Linked DNA regions of Mus musculus: regions 1, 3 and 4 are each linked to region 2. Evidence: chromatin contacts called from public Hi-C and promoter capture Hi-C data. All regions are on one chromosome and are shown on one strand. Each heading gives the region's core, a stretch centred on a gene start, on an enhancer-like site or on the middle of the called end of the contact. The rest is flanking DNA. Distances are from core to core; before and after follow the strand shown.

The links. Promoter capture Hi-C pulls out the DNA fragments that hold promoters and counts their contacts. A called contact is a pair of places that touch in the nucleus more often than the background predicts. Capture Hi-C pulls out chosen DNA fragments and counts their contacts.
Region 1: a promoter capture Hi-C map of liver shows a contact between it and region 2, with 4 times the contacts expected there. The contact joins the promoter of Glrx2 here to the promoter of Rgs13 in region 2. A contact is called at or near these places in 5 of 39 promoter capture datasets (3T3-L1-derived adipocytes, the HPC-7 cell line, HPC-7-derived erythroid cells and 3 more), 1 of 115 datasets of contacts at active chromatin or transcription factors (bone marrow-derived macrophages) and 2 of 9 other capture datasets (adipose tissue and liver).
Region 3: a contact with region 2 is called in a promoter capture Hi-C map of embryonic stem cells, with 7 times the contacts expected there. The contact joins the enhancer-like site here to the promoter of Rgs13 in region 2. A contact is called at or near these places in 25 of 39 promoter capture datasets (the 3T3-L1 cell line, 3T3-L1-derived adipocytes, the C10 cell line and 16 more), 3 of 15 datasets of contacts at CTCF or cohesin (CD8 T cells, large pre-B cells and pro-B cells), 39 of 484 Hi-C or Micro-C datasets (B cells, the C2C12 cell line, CD8 T cells and 21 more), 7 of 115 datasets of contacts at active chromatin or transcription factors (the 230-238 cell line, DN3 thymocytes, the HPC-7 cell line and 4 more) and 5 of 9 other capture datasets (adipose tissue, embryonic stem cells, liver and 2 more).
Region 4: a Hi-C map of B cells shows a contact between it and region 2, with 11 read pairs. The contact joins the promoter of Cdc73 here to the promoter of Rgs13 in region 2. A contact is called at or near these places in 1 of 39 promoter capture datasets (pre-B cells), 1 of 484 Hi-C or Micro-C datasets (B cells) and 1 of 115 datasets of contacts at active chromatin or transcription factors (bone marrow-derived macrophages).

Annotation. Positions count from the first base shown.
Region 1 is chr1:143,738,284-143,741,084 of GRCm38.p6, reverse strand. Glrx2 (glutaredoxin 2 (thioltransferase)) reads right to left here and starts at 1,517. Exons shown (of 4, transcript NM_001038592.1): 1 at 1,327-1,517. The coding sequence starts at 1,424. It overlaps Gm46161 (a long non-coding RNA gene), which reads left to right and starts at 1,919. Exons shown (of 2, transcript XR_001779472.2): 1 at 1,919-2,085.
Region 2 is chr1:144,175,985-144,178,684 of GRCm38.p6, reverse strand. Rgs13 (regulator of G-protein signaling 13) reads left to right here and starts at 1,313. Exons shown (of 6, transcript NM_153171.4): 1 at 1,313-1,424.
Region 3 is chr1:143,818,616-143,821,579 of GRCm38.p6, reverse strand. No RefSeq gene overlaps it. Among named protein-coding and RNA genes, the nearest start is that of Uchl5, 43 kb to the right of the region's middle. Within about 2 kb of position 1,304, at least 33 of the 459 cell types and tissues checked have an H3K27ac peak or open chromatin away from gene starts, as enhancers often do. A contact at or near this core is called in embryonic stem cells, neural progenitor cells, neural stem cells and 1 more, where this site is marked.
Region 4 is chr1:143,701,525-143,704,227 of GRCm38.p6, reverse strand. Cdc73 (cell division cycle 73, Paf1/RNA polymerase II complex component) reads left to right here and starts at 1,335. Exons shown (of 17, transcript NM_145991.2): 1 at 1,335-1,734. The coding sequence starts at 1,604.

The DNA of each region.
Region 1 (2,801 bases), core at 268-2,767, 440 kb after region 2:
GTCACTCTGTACCACTTCAAATAAGCTTGCAACAAGCATCACCTTCCGTAACAACAAAGATGAGTTAGAGACAGGAATCATTGCAACTATCTGTGCTTTTTCCAGGTAGAGAGAGGGTAGGAGGGGGTAAGAAGCTTGGAAGACTGCTCCCTACTTTGTGGGAGGCAGCTTTGAGAAAAAAAAAAAAAAAAAATGCTAGCAGGGTTTGTGAAGTTCAAAGCAGTAGGAAAGTGCCAGATGGCTTTGGCCTGGAAGAACGCTGGATGGCATCAATCCAGTCTATTTGGGTTTTCAACGCTAAAAACAAAATCTCTAATCTAGCATTTACCACCTCCTTAAACCTATGTGGCATTTACGACGGGTGAGCTTTTCTAAGAAATTAAGAGGACCAGCCGGGTGTGGTGGCGCACGTCTTTAATCCCAGCACTCGGGAGGCAGAGGCAGGCGGATTTCTGAGTTCGAGGCCAGCCTGGTCTACAAAGTGAGCTCCAGGACAGCCAGGGCTATACAGAGAAACCCTGTCTCGAAAAACCAAAAAAAAAAAAAAAAAGACCAAAGAGGCATATTCCCTGCCAAAGAAAAAGCTCCAAAAAAAGCACCCCTACCTTTCTTAAGGCAGTCCCTTCGATTTCTGGTTTAGCTTTCCTATTAAGGAAAGGGGCAGGCACCGCATAAATGCCCAATGAAATACCTCAACACTGATAAAGCACCAACTAGTCGCGCTCCATTTATGAAACATCTACTAAGAGGTGGTAGGTGGGCAAAGCAGGATATACACCAGATATCTCCAATAGGAAACAGTCCTAATGATCTGGCAAATGGTTAACATCACGTGACCAGCGCTTTCAGAAAGTAAGTCTCCCTGGAAGACAGGGGAGTATAGGATGTTGAGACAGACGTCTTGACAGCTGCCTAGGCCAGGCCTGATTGGCCATCACTGGTATGCCAGCCCAGGGTTATGCTAAGGAAGGAAGCCAGGGAAAGCAATGCTCCCATCAAGCCAGAAACCACATCTACAGGATGCCAGAGTTACTAGCTGCAAAGCCTTGGGCATTTAAAAGCATGAGTCAAGTTCACATCCTGCGACAGGATAGCAAAGACTTACAATCAATCTAAGAACGATAATATAAGTTCAATATAAGTTCCCACAAGCAGGGGAGTCTCTTTTCAGGGCCATCCAGGTCTACGCTGAGTTAAAACCACATGCTGTATTTGTTAAGCTCAGACTAGGACGTCTGTTGTTTGTCCCCCAAGCCGGCTGGGTCCACACTAACACTACCGCAGGGATCCACAAGCCCCGCAGGCCCGGCCCGCCCCGCCGCGTACCCCGAGCCCGCAGCTCCAGCCGCGCCACGCCGCCCCGCCAAGATCCTCCCGCTCGCCACCAGCCGCCTCCCCACCGAAGCCGCGCGGCGCCAGGACATAGCCAAAGGTCCCCGGCAGCCTCCGGGAGAGCAGCAGGCGATCGCGACCACGACGATGGAAGCCCGCCCCTCCGGCGGCCTCGCTCCGCCCCATCGGGCTGTCCGCGCCGCCGCCGGGCTCGCCGCGCTTCCTGGCTCCCCCGTCTCCGCGCGCCCACGCGCCCGCGTGCCCGCGAGCCTGCAGGTTCGCATCCTCGGCGGTAGAGCGAGGCACTCACCTGCCTGCCGAGTTCTTCCGATCTCTACCGAGTTCTCCCGAGCTCCTCACGCCCGCATTCAGGATTAAGAAAGAGGCTTAGGGAGAGCCACAAGAAAAATTACTCGAGGCAGGGTGGTGGCCCGGTGTTTACCTGAGGGTGGTAGGTAGGTCAGTCACCACCTCTGGTCAGACAGGTTTAGGATGTGAAAGATGGACCGGACCGGAATGTCATCTTAAGATTAATTTATTGATCCGGAGTCCATAGGCAGGTTGAATTGTACTCAGAAAGTGAAAAACACAGGCGGTCCAATGTTTAACGTTCTTTCCGAAGAAAGCAAGGTGGTGTTTTTAAAATAAACTGAAATTAGGAAACGAATTAGCCCAGAGACAGTTCATCATGGCTTTAACAGCCATGGCTGCCGCAGCTCCTAATGACAAACCTATCCAAGCCTCTCAGTGACGGTAATAATAGCCCTTTGTACGTGTTTTCATAAGTTCAGGGGGATCCGCCCTTAGCTCTATACACTGAGGATACTGAAACTGAAAGCCAAGGTCTAATGGTGTATCTAAAACTATGAACAATCGTTGAAACTATCCATACCTTTTTTTTTTTTTTTTTTTTTTTAGTTTTTCGAGACAGGGTTTCTCTGTATAGTCCTGGCTGTCCTGGAACTCACTTTGTAGAGCAGGCTGGCCTCGAACTCAGAAATCCGCCTGCCTCTGCCTCCCCAGTGCTGGGATTAAAGGCGTGCGCCACCACGCCCGGCTTATCCATACCTTTCTTGAGCCTCCATGCTGAACCCAAACTTAAGATTCATGTTGCCAAGGTACAAAATTAGAACTTCTGTTTATGGTTGCTCTTTTTTTACTTCCCTTGGTCTGTATATCATCAAATCATAAAAGATTTTCATAATCATCAAGTTAATTGCAAAAACAAATCTCCCAGGGGCATAACATGTTTTTTTTTTCATAAAGCCCAAATTTACTTTGAAAATCAAAGTTTGCTATATAAAATAATTTTACCAAGAGATAGCGACTTAGGAAAGTTACTGTGGCTTTTGTTGTTTGTTTTGAAGTAGAACTTTTGAAGAACAATTTACCTCTGGCTCAATTAAGGGAAACAATGTAAACCCCTCCCTCTTTCTAGAGATACATTGTTTATCCCCATGCGTCTCAAT
Region 2 (2,700 bases), core at 64-2,563:
TGCTGGGTATAGTTCACTAAGACTTCTCTAGTGTCTAAGAGCTTATAGTGCTCGCAGAATCCGTTAAAATGTACTGGGGCAGAAAAATGGGACCAAGAGTGAGGTCAGAAGGCCTTACATGAAGCCTTACAAAATTAACATATTAAATAAACAAGATGGCAAGGAGGAAGGCTGGAAAACCCCTCTGCCAAGGTTGAGTAAATTCAGCTATTGACAGTCTCAGAGTGCTCTTGAGAGTCTCAAGGGAACCCATGGCTCTATGTAACACTGAAACACCTAGCCCTGGGTAGAGAGGTAAGATGCTAGTAAGATATGGGACACACGAAGTTATATGTCATTCTTCAGTGTCATTTGTCAGTGATCACTTTGTGAACAATCGCTATAATAAGTGGAACAATGGAAATAATCTCAATGTCCTTGAATTGATGAATTAATAATAAAATCTGGACACACAGACAATGTAATTCTATTCAACTCTAAAGAGAAGCTGGAAATACGAGATGCAGGTAAATGGGCAGAACTGGAAACTATTATACTGAGTGAGTAACTCAGATCCAGAAAGACAAATATGTCTTATTTGTGGATCATCTCTCAAAATCTTTAGATTTGAGTATAAATTTGGAGTAACCACAGAGTGCAAGAAAACAAAAAGGGATAATGGAGCAAGAAGTGTGGTGAGATACAGGTTCCTAAATATTTCAAGAAGTGCTCAATGACATCCTGTTCCTTCTTGCTATTTTCTTATTTTATGCCAGCATTTCTATGAGAGAGTTCTGAGAGTTCACACACACACACAAACACACACACACTCAAATACTAGGCATAAGACAAGGGCATTAAACATCTCCCTACAGTTTGTATTTAGTAGATCATGTCTGAAGTGTGGTGTTCAGTTCAAAGTTTAGCAGGCATGTCAACTGACTAAATAACAATCAGGTCAACAAACAATAACAGTCAAAATACTGGCTCAAAGGAACAGCAGAAAGAGCTACAAGGTTGAGCCAAAAAATAAAGAGAGAGCCCTTAGTTTGTTTCAGGTCTTTAATCAATTGACTATTATGAACAGGTTGCTGTCAATAGTTCCCATGACTTGATAATAGTGTTTGCAATGGTAGTTCATTTGTATTCAGGTCTTTTTTTTTTTTAAGGGATTTTCCTTTAGGCTGCACATTGACAAAAGCTGGAAAAACTAATTATTCAGAGGAGAAGTTTTGACTACAACAGTTGAAAATTCTCCAGAGCTGCTGCTTCCAGCCATCTGGACATGTCAGATGTTCTGATAAGTTTAGATAAAAACCTCTTTTATCAGCAAGGCATTGCAATGCCACAGCACTACTTTCCATATTCAAAAAACCTCTCTTTGCATAGATACGTGTCTGTAAAACTAGAATTTCATAGCACAGGGACCCGGAGTGCCATAGAAGGTAATTATACAGACAGTGGCGTGTTTTTATGCCAGGAAAAATAAAGTACTTGGTGTCTCGTGCAATTTCAGAGCCTGATTTCAAAAGGATCGTAACAAGGAGAAAATAAAATGTAGTTTGGTAGACTGCTCCACGGGATATATTTGTGAGTATGAGATTCAGTAGAAGAGTTGGTAAAATAGAAGAATGTTGTCTTGATATAATTCCTAATGGGTACTGACTTCAGTACCTGAGCTGTAGCAGTGCATGTAAGGTATTTTTTTTCCAGGAAATAAACAAAATTGTAAATACATATTTCATTCTTGGCTTAGATTTTCTGTACCTCAAACTAAGAATTGCTTTCTATAAAAATTAAATAAGACAGCAGAATATATATTGCATTTTAGAATATGTTCTTTTCATGTGGTTTTTATGTGTATGATAGAGATATAAAAATCAGAAAATTTAGTATTCAAATCACTGATTGCTTCTATCAGTTTATTAAATCTGCTAATTCCAGTGGGTTTTATTTTGGTAAGGTCTGTCAGAAGCCCTGTTAAATGTGGCATATATAATGTCTTCTTTCCTTATGCTGTGCCTAAGGACAACTTCACAAAATTACTGTCTTTTAAGGGCAGGAATTTTTGTACTATTGCAAAAAAGAGTTGGTCAACATGAAAATCAGTCCAAGTTTTTCTAAACTGCATTCAACCCACTAATATAAGAGAACGGGGTGGAGATATGTTGTTTGGTTGTTTGTTTGAATATGGACAGAAAGAATTTATTGATTACCTGTCAGGACTAAAAGACAAAATTTTAGATTTGTCTTTATTATACTTTAAGACTTAATTTAAAGGCAGGAGGACATGTGAATCTATTTATGCCATACTATTAGCGGTGTATTTATTAGTAGTCTTATTGATGAACTGTGCTCCTTTAAAAAAATTAGTTATCCAAAGAAAATATTGAAAAAGTATGAAGAATGATATTTACCCTAAATATACTATGCTTAAAGAGTTAGAATAGTGAGGTTGGGATTTAACTCAGTGGCAGAGCACTTTCCTAGCGAGCACAAGGCCCTGGGTTCAGTCCTCAGCTCTGAAAAGTAAAATAGAGTTATTAAATTACACACTAATTTTACCAACAGAGTATAGAAAAAAACATCAGCAAAATAACATGTAATTAAAACAATCAAAAGAGCGTTAAATAAAAACCAATGAAGAGACAGATAAAGTTTATTTCATGTATTTTATAATAATCTATGAAATAACGTAAAAGTTATTGGTTGAAAAAAAAG
Region 3 (2,964 bases), core at 55-2,554, 360 kb after region 2:
TTTACACAAGTACTAAAAATGCTGTCAGAGCTAGACCGGCCTTGGGTAAAATTCTGATTTTCTCACTTGGCAGCTGTATGACTCAACTAAATCCACTTAACCAAGCTTAATTTCTTTCTGTGTTAATTAAGAACTGTAACGCTAGTCACATATACTTTCATAAGAAAGAGGGACAAAAGAGTAAATAATCTACACTGTAGATTTAAAATGTATTTTCTCTGGGTGATTCTTCTAATGAAATCTTTTCATTCCCCTCCATAAAACAAAAAGAGCTGGCTCAAGCTGTACCTCTAACAATGCCAAACACAGGTGAAAAAGTAGCATGTTCCCACAATCACTCAAGGTGTGTGTGTGTGTGTGTGTGTGTGTGTGTGTTATTCCCAGATAAGTAGCCTATCTATTCTGATGACTCAAAAGTGAAGCATTCAGAATTTTATTCCCTGCAGTAGCAATAGGAAATTATTCACTTTCTTGAGAAAATATAAAATCCAAAACAGCCTTTGAAGACTGCACGATATGTCTGTTGAACACTCTCATCTGCATAACTTTGGGAAACTGACACATGTTTGCCTTTCTTTGACTTCTGCATTCAAAAATCTTATTCAGTAAATGAATTATTCTTCCTCAAAATTGGAGACTTACAATATTTAAAATGGTAAAAATCATATAACCATGAAGCACAGGACTATTACCAAAAAAAGTACCATGTTGTTAATTACCAGGAGACTTTGTTTACCGGTAACTGGTTTGCTACTGAAATAGCACCACTCTCAAAAAAAAAAAAAAAAAATCCATTTCTTTTTTTTCTCTCCAGCAGACAGTCTACATAGGAAAAGGCTGGAGACTGACTCTGTATAAATAGCACTGCCTCTGAGGAATGCATTGTGTAGATCTGACCACAGCAGAGCACAATGAATTAGCAGTCTGGCCTGTGCTTTGAAAGAAGTCATATGTAAATCTAGATAGGATACAAACTATGCCAACTGCCATGAGGGAGCTAAAGAACTGTATGAGACCTGAGGAAACCTGGAGCTCTCCAGGTGTCTTTGTTTGCTTGCTGATGAGGTGACAGGAAGCAGATAAGAAAGAAAATATTTGAAATGGCTCCTGAGATATAATGAGAGTTTACAAAAAGATTTGAGGGAATGTGGAAAGAATTGGGGTATGGGGTTCTTCTCAGAGGACTTCAGCATGAGACAAGTTTAGAGGAAAAATAATGAAGAGTTCCTCTGGGAGCTAATCCAATACAAATGGAATGTGAGACAAGAAAAAGAGGGGCAGCAAAAAGCTCAAAAGGGGAGCTGTATCCAAATGGTAGAGATGCTGTTGCCATGCGCACAGCATGTGGCTTATTTGGTGTGTTAGAGAGAGTGTTCCAAATGTCAAATGTGTATGAAGAAAAGTTCTGTGACCAGGGAAGCAAGTCAAATAGAATAAAACAAACCACAGGGAGCAAGTGCAGGAAGAGAATTAAAAATCAGAACTTTTATTAGTTGGACTACGGGTAAACTATTTCCACTGATGTTGAGTTTAAGAAACAGTAAAATAGAAGCATAAAGAACATTTTTTTTTAAATCACTTTCAGCAAATGCATACAGCACAGATTTGATTTGATTAATGCACAGGGGAGATGGCAACCTTACAGTGTTACTATGGCTCTACCAGTTTAGGGTGGTGGCCATGGAAATGCAAAGAAGGTGAGATGATGAGTCATTTCAAAGGTGAACTCACTCCACAGGACAGCCGCAGAGTGGAGGAAGAGCAGGTAAAGGACTACTCAAAGATGACTACATTTCATTTTGGGTGACTACTTGCCAGTAAGAGAACAAGTACGTCAGGAGGAGAGACGTGAACATATTTTGGGCCATGACACACTTGAGATTACAGAAGAATATCAAGATGAAGAAGCTCAGTAGGTTGTTAGACAGGAACTTAGGAGAGAAACTAGACCTTGGGAATTATCTAACAGATGAGTGAGTTAAATAAACCTCTGAAACAGAGGAGACTAACGAACACAGCAGAACATCAGTTGAGAAGAAGCAATACTATTTTCCTTTAAAGATGCAGAATGTCCGCTTATCTTACCCTAACAGAAGTAAACATTTTGCTCTGCTAATTCTGTGTGTGGGAGAGCTGTATGCAGGTGATCATTTAGTATGGATGTGTGAATGGGGCTTGGGAAAACAGAAGACAAATGAAACAAAGCATTTCATTCATCATTTGCTCACTGACTTGCTCAGGAATCTGTATTCTTCCTGGGCACAGTTAGGAGCAGAGTATTTACTGATAGGAAGTTGTGCTTCCAGGCTCAATGGGAAATAGGTTACTATGACTCTCAAAATGTCTCACCCTATGTGTGGGCAGATTGTGAGAGGATAACAGAATGGTCCTAAGGACACCGTGGGAAGGACAGGTAAGCTGAGATGCATGAGTCACAAAACAACTCTGTCATCTTTCAACTATGTTAGAAGAACGTCACCAAGCTGAAACAGATGGAGACATCAATGGACCAGTCACTGAGGTGGGGAGGAGCCAAGAGGGGAGGAGAAAATGGGGAAAGGAGATGGTAACATATAAGTAGTTATGTTACGCATTTTGCAATTCTGTTGTATGACTTTATACAAAAACATGTTTTAAAGTAGCTTTGAGGAGCTACAGGAGAGGCTGTTAGCCTTGACCAAGGCAGGTGCTTTCTGGTTCTCTGTAAATAGATCACAAATGTGGAGGATTTGATTCTTATCATACATCAGTCTTAACAAAAACCAGCCTTAACTCTTACTAACCCTGATCACCCATTGAAACAGAGATGGCCTATAAAACAAACAAACAAAACAAACAAACAAACATCAAAAACAAACAAACAACAGGAGAAGTACTTGTTTTCTTCTACTGTATGAGTCTGATACTGAGGTTCTGCGCCCACAGAAACAGCCCAGGTCCTGATGTGGCCCTTTGGGATGGATC
Region 4 (2,703 bases), core at 86-2,585, 470 kb after region 2:
TTACTTGGAGCCTTTATCTTTTCACTTACTACAACATCGTTCTAGGAGCTGTCACTGTACCAAGTATAGTACATATGACCAATATATACTACATGTCATACAGTCGGTTCATCTCATGTCATACAGTCGGTTCATCTCCTAGGAGGTAGAGAAGCAAACAAAGGGGACAAGGAAATACTGGATGCTGTGATATAGGCATAAGTTCAGAGATGTGAAAGGGACAGACAAGCACAGTCAGTTCTTTATAACCTGCATTTGCAGTGAGGTTCTGAGACACATTGACGGGAGAAAGACATTTGTGGAGCAGACATTTTTTTAACCTCATACTTCTTTCTATACCCAAATTACACTTTGTCACACATAACAAAAGTCCCCCCCCCCAAAAAAAAACAGACCAAAGTATTTGTTTTTATAAGTAACAAAGTGTGCCTCCTTCTCACAAAGAGTGAAAAAGAAATATTAGGCTTGAAGTATATGTTTAAAGTACACAGGCCATGAATAGTATGCAGAATTGATTTCTAGGTTCCCATAATCATAAAGGCACCGGTAAGCCTTTTGAGTACCACTTAAAAGTCTGTTCGTCTGAAAAAGTGTTCTAATTCACAGCTTGAGGTTTCTGAAGGAGTATTTCTTCCATTCATAACCTGAAATCACTTGAGGCTTTTTTTGTGATTACCCGGGAGAAGCTGAGGGGATGGAAAAAGTTGTTTCCAAGGAAAGGAGGGGGACGAGTCAACAATGAATGGTCCTTCGTCGACGCGTTGGGATGCTTTCAGCTTTTTCTCTGATTAATTTTATTCTGTCTACCAATCAAACGATGTTAGGAGACCAGAGACTAACAAACGGGGCAAGAATTGTCCTCCACCTAACTCTTCTTTTCCTCTTTGCAAATACACCCCTTATTAAAATCCAGCCTAAACTTGAAAACGTCCACATTTCAAAGCTCCAGCTTTCCCTAGGAGCTGTTCCTGACCATGGGGACCTATGTCGCAGAGTGCGGTGGGGCTCCGATGCAGACAGAAAGGTAGTCCTGGGGTTCAAGGGAGGGAAGCGGAGCCTGGCGCAGGGAAAGTTTAAATCACCCGGCGGCGGCGCGCGCTCTGGGATTGAAAAGCGCGGAAGCGCCCAGCAGGTGCGCGCGCACCTGTCGCTCGCCCCGTGCGAGCCTTGAGACCGCACCGGGGCCCGGTTCCGCTAGGGCGCCGCACACGCGGAGCGCCGAGGCCCGCTCCCCGTTTCCCGAAGTCGGCGGCGCGCCCCGCGGGCGTCTGGGTGGCGCGTGTGCTCGGGCGGCCACGGCGCCCCCTGGCGGCGGCCCGCGGCCCCGGCGGAGCGTGGGTCAGTCAGGCGTTCTCCGCGGGCAGCCCGCGGCGGGGCCTTGCCTTATATAGCGCGGGGTCCTCGGCGGCCTGGGTGGCTTCTGCCCGTGCTGCTGTCGTAGACGCGGCCGGCTGTTGAGTGTGGCGGCTGTTGGTTCGCGGCGGCGGCGGCGGCGGCGGGGGGAAGAGGGCGAGGCGACGGGGGAAGGAGGCGGCAGGCGCGGCGGCGACGGCGGGGCCCGGGGCCCGCGGCGGCGGCGGCGGCAGCAGCGAGGGGGGCGAAGATGGCGGACGTGCTCAGCGTCCTGCGACAGTACAACATCCAGAAGAAGGAGATCGTGGTCAAGGGGGATGAAGTGATCTTCGGGGAGTTCTCCTGGCCCAAGAATGTGAAGACCAACTATGTAGTTTGGGGGTGAGTGCGGCGTGGCTGTGGCCTAGTGGTGGCGGGGCAGCATCGGGCGCCCCCGGGCGACCTCTTTCCCTAAAGCCCTCCTCCCTGTCCTCCTCGGAGTCCCTCAGGGATGAGAGGGGGGAGAAAAAAAAATGGGTGCTCTGGGGAAAAAGTTATTCTCTGGAGAAGAAGTTGTACTTTTAGGGCGAGGAGGGAAGAAGTGGAGCGGATTCTAGAGCGGTCAAGTCTTCTCTGTGTTGGAGAAGCCGAAGGGAAAGGTACCATGGGAGTTTCCGACTTGCCAGTTGGCGTGGAGTGTGTACAGGTTGTCCGCGCCGTGTGGGGCTGGTGCACGGCTACCTGGACGGAGGTGTAGAAGGACAGCGATCGATCGCAGCATCTGCCGGCCACCGAGTCGCTTTTTGTTCTTAGGTTTTTTTTTTTTTTGTAATCTCCCAGAGCCTGCCATGTGTTGCAACTGTCTTCTTTGGCTCCTCGAGCGCCTCGGCAATTTTCTTTTTTTTCTTTTTTCATAATAGGGGTAGGTTGATGTTATTCCTCAAGAGGGGTTGGGGGAGAAAAAAAAAAAGGAATAGACAGCTATCACTTAGAGTTAAGGGACGATTAGGAGAGTTTGGAAGTTTGCTGAAACAGTATTGGAGCTGAAAGCAGGACTTTGTTGGGGAGAAAGTTACCGGGGAAATGCAGTGAGACCGGGGGAAAAGCAGTGAGCTTTACATACGGGTCTGAGAAATTGATCCTGTGTGCTCTTCAGGAAGAGCCTTCAAAGGAAAAACAAAACAAAACCATTTGTGATTATTGTTCCATGGATGCCGTGGATGTAAGTCGTTCAGGAAATCACAGAGGGTCAAGTTGAAGAATCCTTTGAGTCCTCTGTAATGATGTTACTACTATTGATGCTTCTCTTTGATTACTAGAATGAGTCAGAATTTTGGTACCCATTTTGTTTGAATAACTTTGAACGATCAA